Regions from separate parts of the Mus musculus genome. Here region 1 is linked to region 2. Evidence: chromatin contacts called from public HiChIP or PLAC-seq data. All regions are on one chromosome and are shown on one strand. The core of a region is the stretch at or near the end of the contact, and the rest is flanking DNA. Distances in the headings are between cores, read along the strand shown. Region 1 overlaps Afap1l2 (actin filament associated protein 1-like 2). Region 2 holds the start of Trub1 (TruB pseudouridine (psi) synthase family member 1).

Evidence for each region. HiChIP or PLAC-seq counts read pairs in DNA pulled down with a chosen protein or histone mark.
Region 1: an H3K27ac HiChIP or PLAC-seq map of embryonic stem cells shows a contact between it and region 2, with 5 times the contacts expected there. The contact joins the enhancer-like site here to the promoter of Trub1 in region 2. A contact is called at or near these places in 2 of 39 promoter capture datasets (the C10 cell line and pre-B cells), 1 of 15 datasets of contacts at CTCF or cohesin (large pre-B cells), 6 of 484 Hi-C or Micro-C datasets (B cells, the HL-1 cell line, cortical neurons and 3 more) and 2 of 115 datasets of contacts at active chromatin or transcription factors (embryonic stem cells and large pre-B cells).

Annotation. Positions count from the first base shown.
Region 1 is chr19:56,930,535-56,937,186 of GRCm38.p6, reverse strand. All of the region lies in intron 5 of Afap1l2 (actin filament associated protein 1-like 2), which reads left to right. Among named protein-coding and RNA genes, the nearest start is that of Gm38597, 44 kb to the left of the region's middle. Within about 2 kb of position 1,821, at least 55 of the 459 cell types and tissues checked have an H3K27ac peak or open chromatin away from gene starts, as enhancers often do. A contact at or near this core is called in the HL-1 cell line and embryonic stem cells, where this site is marked.
Region 2 is chr19:57,450,732-57,457,402 of GRCm38.p6, reverse strand. Trub1 (TruB pseudouridine (psi) synthase family member 1) reads right to left here and starts at 4,497. Exons shown (of 8, transcript NM_028115.3): 1 at 4,207-4,497. The coding sequence starts at 4,456.

The DNA of each region.
Region 1 (6,652 bases), core at 572-3,071, 520 kb after region 2:
GCTGCTGCTGACTCGTGATCTGGTGACAGCTCACCTCGGGCTCTTAAGCAGAGGCAGGCGCAGTGAGTGACAAGACACAGGAAATGACCTCACTGAGAACCGGCCATGCAAAGCATTCATCCTTTGGTCAGCGTGAAGTGTGCAGACCTTGCCTGCCGGTGAGGAAGGGCAGGGCATGGCCACCGGAACAGCTTCCTGTATCCACGGGGTTCCAGCCTCTTGCACTGGCTGTTGCAGCACTGAACACAAAGAGGTGGCATAGGAGAGGTGTGCGGGTTAAGGGGCCTGCGGGAATACATGTGGAGGTCAGGCTGAGTTTGGGGGGGGAAGCATTCACGTTCTTTTTCTGGGTTCAGTTACTAAGCTCCCACCAGCAGGATGAGAACACTTGAAGCCAATGGAGGGAGCACAGACCACAACATATCAGATTATGTTTGGTGATGGCTATTAATGCAGAAAACAGGACAGTGACTCAGCTTACTGCAGGAAAGCAGGTATTCCAATACCGACACTATGACCTCAGGATGAAGGGAGCTATGGGAAAAAGATCGGGCAGGTAACTGCAGGAGCAGAATTCTGGGCAGAGAGCAGAAGGGTTCTTTAGTCAGAGAAGAGTCCGCTGTGGCAGGGCAGGGCCGGGTGAGTTCAGAGGCGAGCGGAGTGGAGCGTACAGAAGGGCTGCAGAGAGAACACACTGAGGACTTTGGTTTTTCCTGGAATGGGACTGTAAGCCTTTCTTTGCAGGGCAGCTCATGACTGGCCTGGCTTAGGTTTTGGACATATTGCGAATGGGCTATCCGCCCTGAGCTGAATGCCAGGATCCCAGTCTTCTTGGCCAAGGTCCTCAGCTTACAGAAGCTGGCCTTTTGTCACTATCATGAGGTACCTGGGATAAATAACTTCTGAGGTGAAAAGGAACTTTAGGGCCACAAGTTTAGGGCCTCTAGTTCAAGACTGGGCAGGCACATTGTTCTAGGCTGCATTGGGACTGTAAGAGGCCACGTGCAACGTGATCACCTCAAAGCCAACAAGCAAAAGCAGGGTTGGGAGCGATCCTTTGGTCCCTTTTGAGGACACCCCAGTACCAACGGCCTCTGACAAGGCCTCACTGTTTTATCTGAGCTTTTTTTAAAGTAAGGAACCTGTTTATTTTTATCTGTCTGAGTGTTTTGCCTGTACATGTTTGTGCCTCGTAGCCAAGGAAGCCAGAAGAGGGCGCCAGAGTCCCCTGGAATTAGAGTTACAGGTAGCTGTGACCAGCCTGTGGGTGATCAGAATCAAACCTGTGTCCTCTGTAAAATCAGCAAGTGCAGTTAGCCACCAAGCCATCTCTCCAGTCCCCCCAAAACTCTCAATGGTCCAGAGTGTCTCTCAGTAACACCACACCGGGGACAAGTCGTCGATCAATGTCCCTCCAGGGCAGCACCATCAAGATTAGCATCTCCTCAGCCTCTCCTTTGTGAGACTGCTCCGTAGTCGTCACACAGCACTTGGCAAATGTCGAAGGTGAGGGTGGGTGCCCGGTGGTGGGGACGAACTTGGCTGAAGCGGGTGAGCCTTGTACACTTCTTCAACAAGAGGGACTAGAGTGAGTTGGGACCTGGAGCTGTGACTTGGGTTTTTCTCTTCCTTTTTAACCTATGGCACTCCAGTCCCAGGAACCGCGTGGGAGGCGAGGGCTTGTCGGGGGCCCAGGGTATTATAAGCGGTTGGCACTGTGGGCAGATGAGCTTCACCTTAGCCCACGGAGCCAGTGAGGTGCTGGGGAGTCACAGCCAGGCTGTGATTTCAGACCCAAGCCAACCAAGGGCGTGGCGATGCTGTCTGGGTGTATCCTGGAGGCAGAAACAGTGACTCACTAGTGAGCACCTCTGTGTATCTCCTCTCCTGGGTGTGGCCCCTGCCAGCCAGGACCTGTCTCCCAAACACACAGGGGCAGACTTTTCAACTCCACACAAACAAGTGGTCAGAAACACCCAGCCCCTTGCTGTTTGCTGCTTGCCCGTGCTTACTGCCTGGCCAGGGGCTTCCCACTGTGTCAGTTCTGACTCACCCCAGGGAGTGGGCCAGAGAAGTAGGGAGTGGGAAGGCTGCCCATCTCTCCTGCCATCATGAGGTCTAGGGACAACTTGGGAAGTTGGACATCCTTGTGACCTTTACCTGTGTGGCCAGCCAAATAGCCCTCACTTCCTGTCTGCTGTCCCCACACCTGCTTGAGCAGGGTGACCTGGTCTTAGCAAAAGGAAGGGTGAATAGGTATAGGGGTTGCTCCAGCTGGGTAGCTAACAAGATTGTGCTAGCTTTGTAGGTAAGGCCAGCTGCTGGGACTCTGTCCTGCTTCAGCAGTAATGTCCCAGCACTGTCCACAGAGCAGGGTCCTCTCTCTAACTGAGCACGCTGCACGTTCATGCTTGAGACATTACCGTCTCTCTGTTTGCCCAAGATGTCTTCGTCCTGATGCTGGGGGAAAAGACCATTTGCTGTAACACATAGCTCTCAGGCATTGGTTTCTACTCTGAGCAGCGTGGCATTTCTGATCCTGTGTAATGAATACTTGGGCGCCTCTAATCTTTGGCTCAGCCACCCTCCAGGGCAAAGAGGGACTAAAAAATGCCTGCCCGTTTCTTTTCTTTCTTTCTTTTTTTTTTTTTTTTTTTTTTTGGTTTTTCGAGACAGGGTTTCTCTGTCTAGCCCCAGCTGTCCTGGAACTCACTTTGTAGACCAGGCTGGCCTCGAACTCAGAAATCTGCCTGCCTCTGCCTCCCAAGTGCTGGGTGGGATTAAAGGCATGTGCCACCACCGCCCGGCTGCCTGCCTGTTTCTTAAAGGCACTGCCCAGACATGATGCAAGTCATTCTGTCCACACCCCTCTGGTGAAGACTGGCGGTCACCTCTAGTGGTCATGTGAACAGATCTCATGAATGACATCCTTGGCCTCTCCTGAGAAGTCCACGCCTCGGAGGAGACAGCAGTAGCTTCGGGTGCAGCAGTTCTCAACCTTCCCAATGCTGCAGCCATTTAATGTAGTTTGTCATTTATGGTGACCCCCCAACCATAAAATTATTCTCGTTGCTACTAAATATATATAATTTTGCTACAGTTATGAATCATAATGTAAATACCTATGTTTACTGGTGCTCTTAGGTGACCCCTGTGAAAAGGTCATTCAATCCCCAAAGGGGTCACGACCCACAGGTTGAGAACCACTGCTCCTAGCGGTAGGCAGCCACATATCACATCTGAGTCTTTGTGTAGACTATGCCTCTCTCTCTTCATCCTCCCCTTCCCTCCTCTCCTCCCTTCCCCCTCTCTCCCACTTTCCCTCCCTCCCTCTTCCCTCCCCTCTCCCCCTCCTCTGCCCATACCTTTGAGCTTCAACCACACAGGTCATTATGGAGCATATCTTCCCACTGGAGTCCCCAGATGGACACGGTTGCCTGAAGGAGTCCTTTACGCCACGATCACCTTGGGTACTGCTTGTCCTCGAGTTAGAGTGCCAGTTTGTTTCCTGCTTGTTACCTGCTCTGAGATGGGTGCATGCCCTGGGAGGCTACTGCCTTCTTCCTGTCCCCATGGCTGGTCCTGCATGTCCATTGTCATACACTCTCCTGCCCGTGGGACCTGAAAACATGGGTGAGGACCTGCTGCCGCACATTCCTCCTCTCACCACACCCCTGCAAGTCAGCGATCCATGCTAAGGAAACTCAACACAGGGGCTGTCATCCTTCCTGAGGCTAAATACAACATTAATATATTTGCCCTAAAAATTGCCAAGCTACTCCTGGCACTAGGATTAGCTTTTCTATCTCAGCTAGCTTCTGGCAACCTCACAGCACCAGAGCTCCTCGGGAAGCATGCAGGGCCATCTCAGAGGCACACACTGGGTGCTAGGGACATGCAGGGTCATCTCAGAAGCACACACGGAGCACTGGGGACATGCAGGGTCATCTCAGAAGCATACACGGGGCGCTAGGGACATGCAGGGTCATCTCAGAAGCACACACTGGGTGCTAGGGACATGCAGGGTCATCTCAGAAGCACACACTGGGCGCTAGGGACATGCAGGGTCATCTCAGAAGCACACACGGGGCACTGGGGACATGCAGGGTCATCTCAGAAGCACACACTGGGTGCTAGGGACGTGCAGGGTCATCTCAGAAGCACACAATGGGTGCTAGGGACATGCAGGGTCATCTCAGAAGCACATACCAGGCACTGGGGACATGCAGAGTCATCTCAGAAGCACACACTGGGCGCTAGGGACAGAGTGAGAGATTCGCAGTCTCTCTTGGCTCAGGTTCATTCTTGTTCTGTAAGGAAGAGCCACTCTCCTCATTTAATTTTTCATTACAGGTGCTACAATACTGACAGCTTGGGAAACTTAGCCTAAGCACTTTCCTGGTCATCTGCCACTCCCCAGAGTTTTGCCTCACAGTCTATCTGCATGTTTATTAGATGTTCCTTCTCCTGGTCCTCTTCTCTTAGGGCCTTGACTGAATTGCAAACTAGTTTTCAGGGCTTTAATTGATTGTGGGTACAAAAACACTTCCAAGTAGATACAATCATATTGGCCCCCTGCTGCTGGCTACTAAATAACACTCTACTATATGACACTATGTTAATTTGCAGAATGTTCCTTCTTCCTATTGTTACATTGTTATCTGTTTATTGTGGTGCTGGGATCTTGCCTTGTGTCTTCTGTGGGTTAGACAAGTGTTCAATCTTTTCTTTTAAGTTTTACACTGATTTGAGAGCTAGTCCCAAGGACAGGGTGACATGTCCATACCACAACACATGTGGAAGTCAACCTCAGGCCTGGAAGCAAATGCCCTTACCCAGTGAGCCATCTTGCTGGGCCCCTGACTTCTTGTTTTGAAAGTTAGTTTCCTAGGACAACCTTCCAGGACTGGGGTTACTGGATCAGAAAGTATGTATGCATGCCTTGTGGCTCATGGAACAACAGGCTGCCTGGTCCCTTCCTGAGAGGCTTGTGTGTGTTTTCTGTTCTACAGCTACACTGGACCTCAGGGTCCTCCTCTGGAAAGTGTCATTATTTTCTCTCTCTGTATATTTGTAGCTGTTTGGTTTATATGCATTTGGTAAGGCAGGAAGATGAGTGGTATCATGCTACTCTTAAAACTGGTGTGAGAAGACTTAAGGATTACTCTTAACAGTATTGAAACAAAGTCAATACATTTTGTTTGGCGCCATGGCTAACATAAGGACCACACTAGCCCCATTCCACTTTCCTGTATTCTAATTCAACTGCAACTCTATTTAACTAGTATGCAGGAATCCAGCTAAAAATACAAAAGGGACGACACCACACAAGTTCATCTCTCTCTCTCTCTCTGTTTTTTTTTTTTTTCTTTCTTTTTTTGGTTTTTCGAGACAGGGTTTCTCTGAATAGCCCTGTCTGTCCTGAAACTCACTTTGTAGACCAGGCTGGCCTTGAATTCAGAAATCTGCCTGCCTCTGCCTCCCGAGTGCTGGGATTAAAGGTGTGCGCCACCACGTCCAGTTCATCTCTTGAAAGGAGTCATGGGATGGTGGGGCTATTTCTCAGTCTATCTCAGGGACAGATCAGGAACTACTATTTGGAGGGCTCGGGGAAGCAGCAACGGGGCATGTTTTTCTGATCAGAGTGGAGTGTCTAGGAATAGGGGAACATTGAACTCCTTGTTCACTAGGAATTCAGGCAGAATATCAAGATCACTAGATCTCGATAGGGGATGCCATTGGAATCCAGAGTCACCTTTTCTTTCCCATAATATGTTCTAAAGGATGGCTAGATGAATGTGTTGATGTATAGGCAATGGATACATGAGTGGGCAGATGCACGGATGCATGGATCCATGGATGCATGGATAGTTGGATACATCGTGTATGGATGCATGGGTCAGTGGATATGCGCATGCACACATGGATGGACACATGGGCTAGTGGATGCATACATGCACACATAGATTGATGCATGGGGCAGTGGATACATGCATGCACACATGGATGGGTGTATGGGTAGAAAGTAGACTGATTTTTTTTTTAACATGGTTTTTGTCGGCCTTAAACACAGCAGTGAGGCTGGAGATTAGAACCACACTTGCAGGACAGTAGGAATATGAACTAGACTTGGAAGAAGATGAAGTGTGCACTAAATCATTCATAATTTGTGCTGAGCTGAGCTTAGGGAGTCTTTAAGATAGAATGCAAAGTTTCCTCTGGCTGGTAGTAAGAGAAGCTGAGAGACAGAGCCCAGCCCAGGAGCCCAGGGCAGTTCCAAGTAGGTGAGGGGACCATGACCTGGGGAATGAACAGAATTGTTAAGAAGGGTTTTGACCAGGATCCAGGACAGTGTTTTGTTATTGTTGTTTTTCCTTTTGAGACAGGGGCTTACTGTATAGACCAAGATGGCCTGGGGCTCACAGATCTCCATCTGCCTCTGCTTCCCCAATACTGAGGTTAAAACTATGTACTACCATGCCCTAAACATGGGAAACAGCCACTTCTGGAAAAGCCACTTTCTGCTATGGCTTATGTGGCCTTTTTTCTCCCCCCCCCCACCCTCTGAAGAGACAGACCCCTCCTAGACCTAGGGAAGATGTAGACCCAGCCTGGAAGCTGGAATTTCCATTGGCCGAGGAGCCAGAGGCCC
Region 2 (6,671 bases), core at 3,248-5,747:
TCTATATCTAGATGTGTATAGACAATCTCGTTACATGTATATCTGTAAACCATGTACATGCAGTGTCTAAGGAGGCCAGAAGAGGGCAGCAGAGTCCTGGGAACTAGAGTTCTAGATGGACATGAGACACCAAGTGGATGCTGCGAATTGAACCTGGGACCTCTGGAATATCAGCCCAATGTCCTTATCTGTGGAGCCATCTTTCCAGCCCCAAGAAAAACAAAAGTCTAAGTCAATATTTAAGCTAACTGGGTGACTTCTAGTGATATATCAATAGTTAGAAAGTAACAAAAAAGTTAGCTTTGGCATATGCAGCTAGTTTTAAGAGACCTCAGCTACAGTCTCTAAATGTCTGTGATTTCTTCTGTCCCTCCCTGGCGTCTACTAACTGGGAGCACATCTCATACAGGGCTATTTCTATCTACACCTAGTCCTCAGCTAGTTTTACTACTTGTCCACATGATCAAAACTTTCAATTCATTAAAGACGCTAATCTCAACAAGAGCTTAAGTGTCAGCTCAGAGCTGTTAGTTACCACTTGACTTCTGAAGCATTTAATAAAGAAAGAGAGGATTCCAACACTGCTTACATCACATCTCCATCATTACAGACGAGCTATACGACACCTGTCACAGCAATCCCCTGACCCTCAGCCTGTTAAACCTACTTTAAAACTATTGACACCAGGAGACAGAAAACAGCACACAATGAAAAGAGGGCAGGGCAGAGACAGAAGCCAGCTTAAACTCTCAGACGGGGCTGGAGAGATGGCTCAGAGGTTAATAAGTAGCACTGACTGCTCTTCCGGGGAGCCTGAGTTCAATTCCCAGCAACCACATGGGGGCTCACAACCATCTGCACTGCCTCCTTCTGGTGTGTCTGAAGACAGCAACAGTGTACTCACATAGATAAAATAAATAAATAAATCTTTACAACAGAACATTCAGATGGCTGTGCTGGGCCGCTCAACCTCACAGCCTGACTACCATGCCAGTGGTTCAGAGCCTTAAGATCGGGTGTACACTTGGACTCTAACATCACCAAACTTGGAGGAACGAGATCCCAGCACCGTGGGCCTGGACTTCAAACACTTCACCTTCCACTTGCAATGTATCATGGATCTCTGTCAGTGAACTTACAAAAGTACACTGGGGAACTCCGAGTTTTTAACTTGATATGCCTTAGTATAAAGGTCTCATAAATTCAGTCATCTTGTCTCTAACTCATTCACACTGTTGAAATTGTGTTCACTCTTGAATCGAATACTCAGATGGCTGTTTATGGATGACCATTTAAGGTCCTTTCTACCTATAAAAACCTAGCATGCTTCAGGCCTTGAAAGGTTCAAAGTCACGGAGAAGAGATTCTACAACGGGGGAAATCAATGTAAGGACGGGCAAGGAATGTTTTTGAAGAGGCTATGCCTCCTGGCTGAGCGAATCAGTGGTTGTCAAACCTGGATAGAACAGAATGCTATCTTTTAGAATCTTGCAGGGCGATTCTGACAGGTGCTTAGCCTGGGACTGGGAAAGCTCAATTAGCTAGTATGAATACGGAATCAACCAAACACAGGCACTGGGGAAGCCTGAGTTCGCTACTAGGGAATACGGAATTACCCAATCGCAGGCACTGGGGAAACTCTCTTAGCTAATATGAATACGGAATCGACCAATCACAGGCACTGGGGAAGCCTGAGTTCGCTAATAGGGAATACGGAATTACCCAATCGCAGGCACTGGGGAAACTCGCTTAGCTAATATGAATACGGAATCGACCAATCACAGGCATTGGGGAAGCTCGCTTAGCTAATATGAATACAGAATCGACCAATCACAGGCACTGGGGAAGCCTGAGTTCGCTAATAGGGAATACGGAATTACCCAGTCACAGGCACTGGGGAAACTCGCTTAGCTAATATGAATACGGAATTGACCAATCACAGACACTTCCCCAGTGGGAAGCTCGCTTAGCTAATATGAATACAGAATCGACCAATCACAGGCACTGGGGAAGTCTGAGTTCGCTAATAGGGAATACGGAATCACCCAATCACAGGCACTGGGCTAGGAAGCTCGCTTAGCTAATATGAATACGGAATCACAGGCACTGTTAGGAGAGGAAGACTTCAGCATATCAGTGGGTGCTCTGCAGAAACCAGCCTAGTGACAGCCTTGAAGCAATCAGTCCCAACAAAGTGCAACCAAGAAACTTCAGCGTTTTGATGCTATGAAAAGCTTCTTTAAGAACCGTAATCTTTGGTACAAAAAGCCAGTTTACTAACAAATCAGGACAAACGAAAGCAACATATCTGTGAAAGAAAAAAACAACAAACAAACAAATACCCCATCACAATGATTCCTTTTGATGCAAGTCCTCAGTTCAATGTCCCCTAAAATCCGATGCGCTAGTGTCATTAACGCTGTAATAAAATACCCTCAAAAGGTAACTCACGAGAGTCTATTTTAGCTCAGAATTCCAGCTTACTCTCTACCACATCCACAGTCAGGATGAGATGAGAACGAAGGCTCACACACTTGTGTCCAGCTCCAGTTCTCACACAGTTCAAATGCCCTGTCTAGGGGAGGGTGCCACCCACAGCAGGCCGCGTCTTCCTCTCTCAATGAGCTTAATTAAAACAATCCCTCACAGACATGGCCACAAGCCAACCCAATATAGATGTTCCCTATCCCTTACTGAAACTGGGAATTCTAGATGATATTGGGGTGGCAATCAAAGTTAGCCACCACACTTAACGATGAGCACAAATGAGCAAGTATAACACCATTGTTTAGCATCCGGAAGAATGTGTGTATCTGTTCAATAAACATTTAAATTAGCAAAGTTTTTATCAGAATAGTTTGGCTCCTGGCTAAAAGAGAAAATTTAAATCAGAATGGAGGTGCCCATCTGTAAGTCTCACATTCAGGAGCTCAGGCAGGAGGATCACTGAGTTGAGCTCAAGGCAAACCTATCTCAAAACAAACAAACAAAACTAGATTAAGTCTTCCAGGTGACACTGAGCACTGTGAGAGGTTTCTCTGTACCTGTAACAAGACAAGCTAAGCTGAAGCTCTGGAGAATCTGGAACTGCAGAGATCACAAGACTGTAAGCCGACTTAAGGGAAGAGGCGGCCACTGTTCATCCTATGTCCCTATAGGATTCCACAGATGCAGCTTAACATGAGAATCCAGTAAAAGAAAGGCTCCGTGGGGACTGTTCACAGGGTAAAGTGCTCGCCAAGCAATAGTGAGGACCAGAGCTTGGATCTCCAGCACCCCTATAAACACGAGGGTGACACTGAATGCTACCCTGATTCCTAGCCAGTTGTCCCTAAAACAAGCTGAGTAGGCAGACTTGCCTAATTGGCAGGATCTAGGTTCAAGTGAGGTACTCTGGCTCAATACACAAGATGGAAAGCCATGTCTGAAGATGGCCAACATCACCTCTCACCTACAAACACACACTCACACTGCATACACATTCACACGCAAAACAAAACTAAAGGGTTTTGGCTTTTTAATGCTCCTGTTATAAATGATCAAGAGGAAGAATGGTTAGAAAAATGGCCATCTTCTATTTTAATGTTCCTCAAAAAATACTACATTAAAAAAAGAAGAAGAAAGAAAGCACAATCTGAAGCAATAGAGCACAATTTCCAAAATAATCCCAGATCTTCAGACTTTCAGGGTCTGCAAGTGTGGGGATCAGGAACCTGCATTTGTATAGAAGACGAATCACCGTGCCCACTAAAAGGTGAAAGTGGTGTCCTTTCTAAATCCTAGCTAACTCAGCCTATGTGCTTTTCAAATAAACTTTTAAGTTTGCAACTTAGGGGTAGAGAGCCTGCATTTCCTCTGGTGGTACTCATTCGCAAGAGTTAAACAAAAACCCTGGGAGGGATCAAACTACAGAAAACTGGGCTGCAGCCACCAGGGTGAAAACCTGTATATGCAGACTGGTCCCCCAACTCTACACGTACTTCCCGTGAGAAGCTCAAAGGGCCACTGTTGAAAGAGTGTGCACTTGGGTAAGTCCAAGCCTAAGATGCCCTGGGTTTTCGTCCAGAGTTAATTCGGTGGTCACTCTTTCTATCTTGAGCCACAGACGCACAAAGTAAGTCAGTAAGTAAAAGAAGAAAGACTAGAGATAAAAATCCCAGTGTGGTGGAGAACTCCTCAGCCTGGTCCCTACCCGGGCGGCAGTACCTGCCAGCAGCTTCTCCTTCAGCCGGTTCAGCAGCTCGGCTGAAGTGGGCCCTTTGGGCTTGTGCACGGCGAACACGCCGCTCAGCGACATGAGCTTAGCAGCCAGGGCGGCCTTGGAGGCCGGGGCTTGCGATTCAGTCCTGGCCGCTTCCGCCACCGATGCTGCTACAGAGGCCTCGGCTGTTCCTGAAGTGTCAGGAGCTGTGTCCACAATCAGAGGTGAAACCACCTCTGCCTCTGCAGCTGCCATGCTTTCACGGCCTGGGCCAAGAGGCGAGCAGAGATGACACCGATGTGTTGCAAGGCCTTCTGGGAATTGTAGTCCATAGGCTCGGTATAGGCCAATGGCTTGCTCTGGCATCTCGGAGTTCTGCTGGAACCTTTAATATCTCTGTTACCAAATGCTCTTAGTCGTGAAGAGGTACATTGGAGTTGCCGCTGTAAACTATCCAACGCAAACACCTAATTTGTGTATTTGAGGTAGAGTCACTTCCTTTCTGTACCGCCCCCCCATAACCTGCATGTGTGTGTGTGTGTGTGTGTGTGTGTATGAATTTTGAATTTTTGACTGCAGTTTTTGACAGTTCTAAAAAAAATGTTAATGTTCTTTTGGAGTTTCTATTCCTTTATAGGAATCAAAAACTATATATGGTTGATCCATTCGTGGTGGTGCATGAAGGGCTCTCTAACAGGCATGGCAAACATGGCACCAACAGGCTTTACTCTTCTTCCCCTTTTCCTTCTCCCCTGCTAAACTGTAGGTTACATTCCTAAAGCTAGCCCCAAGGTCCATTCAGTTATTTGGCCACTGTCTCATTCCTGAGACAAAACATCAAGGACCAACAATCAAAATTCATTGTTTGACTAATGTGTCCGATCAGGATTTACCAACTCACTCTAGCATAAATTCCCCCTAGCCCCCTACAGTGAATGCCTTTAATCCCAGCATTTAGAAGTCAGAGGCAGGTGGATTTCTGTGAGTTCCGGGCCACCCAGGGTAACATACTGAGACCTTATCTCAACAAACAAACAAGTAAAACCCAAAACAACAAAAACGCCTATGGTTTAAATTAATATTTAAACTCTTTGCAGACCTCGCATTAGGCTGTCCCTCTAAGAGAGGAAAAAAAAATCCTTTTACTTCTTCCCCAAATGCATTAAATGGAAGTGTGGTTATTATGGGATAGCCACTTTGTCTTCTTTGTTTCCCCACATTGCCTTACAGCCATTCTTTCTCATAGTGCTCTGCCAGGCTAACATTCTTCCCTAATGATGCCTCATTGCCTAATGATCCCAGTCAGGGGATGCCAGTTACACGTCTACCATTCACGCAACAAATGTATGTCAGAGGAATCATTACAGATAGAGTATTCTGGGCATTAGAAAAATCAAGCTCTAATTTCCTAAAGTAGCCAACATCTTACACATTGGACAAGCCTTTAACTCACAGGTCATTTTATTTAATATTATATTTCAGACTGACTAAGACAGTCTGCCATCTCTCCTTCCCTCTCCCCCACCCCCACCATATCTCTTTTCTGCTACCCTCTAATCTATGTTCTCTGTTCTCTAACTGTGTGGTGATTTGGATAGGAATGGTCCCCACAGCCTCATAGATTTGAATGCTTTTTCATTAAGGGAGTGGTGCTACTTGACAAAGATTAGGAGCTATGGCCTTGTTGGACTAAGTGTGTCACTGGGGTGGGTTTGGAGGGGTTTCAAATGCTCAAGCCAGTCTCCTAGTCTTTCTCCCTCCTCTCCCTCTTCCCCTCCCCCTCTCCTCCTCTTCCCCTCTTCCTCTTCCTCTCCCCCTCTCCCTCCCTCTCCCTCTCTCCCCTCCTCCTCTTCCCCTCTCCCTCATCTCTCTCCTCTCCTCTCCTCTCCTCTCCTCTCCTCTCCTCTCCTCTCCCTTTCCCTCACTCTCCCTCTCCCCCTCCCCCTCTTCTCCTCTTCTCCTCTTCTCCTCTCCTCTCCTCTCCTCTCCTCTCCTCTCCCTTTCCCTCACTCTCCCCCTCACTCTCTCCCTCACTCTCTCCCTCACTTCCTCCCTCCCTCCCGCCTGCTAATCTGGATGTAGACTCTCAGCTCTTTCTCCAGCACCATATCTGCCTGCATGCAGCTATACTTCCCACCATGATGATAATGGACTAAACCTCTGAACTGTAAACTAGCCCCAATGAAATGTTTTCTTTACAAGAGTTGCTGTGGTCATGGTATCTCTTCAGAGCAACAAAGCACTGATTAAGACAGTCTGCTTCTAATAAAGCATTTCACATTGTTGGCTTAAACTTTCTATTTTGACCCAGTCTCCAAAACCCTCTGGATGAAGTGACCCACTTGTAGAACATAGCACCTCCTTTCCCTCTCTCTTGACAACACTTTCCTATCTCCATGGAAGCTCATGTTCCTGCTTAATTTTTTTCCATGGCACCGCCTCAACTGACATATTACATACTTTACTAATT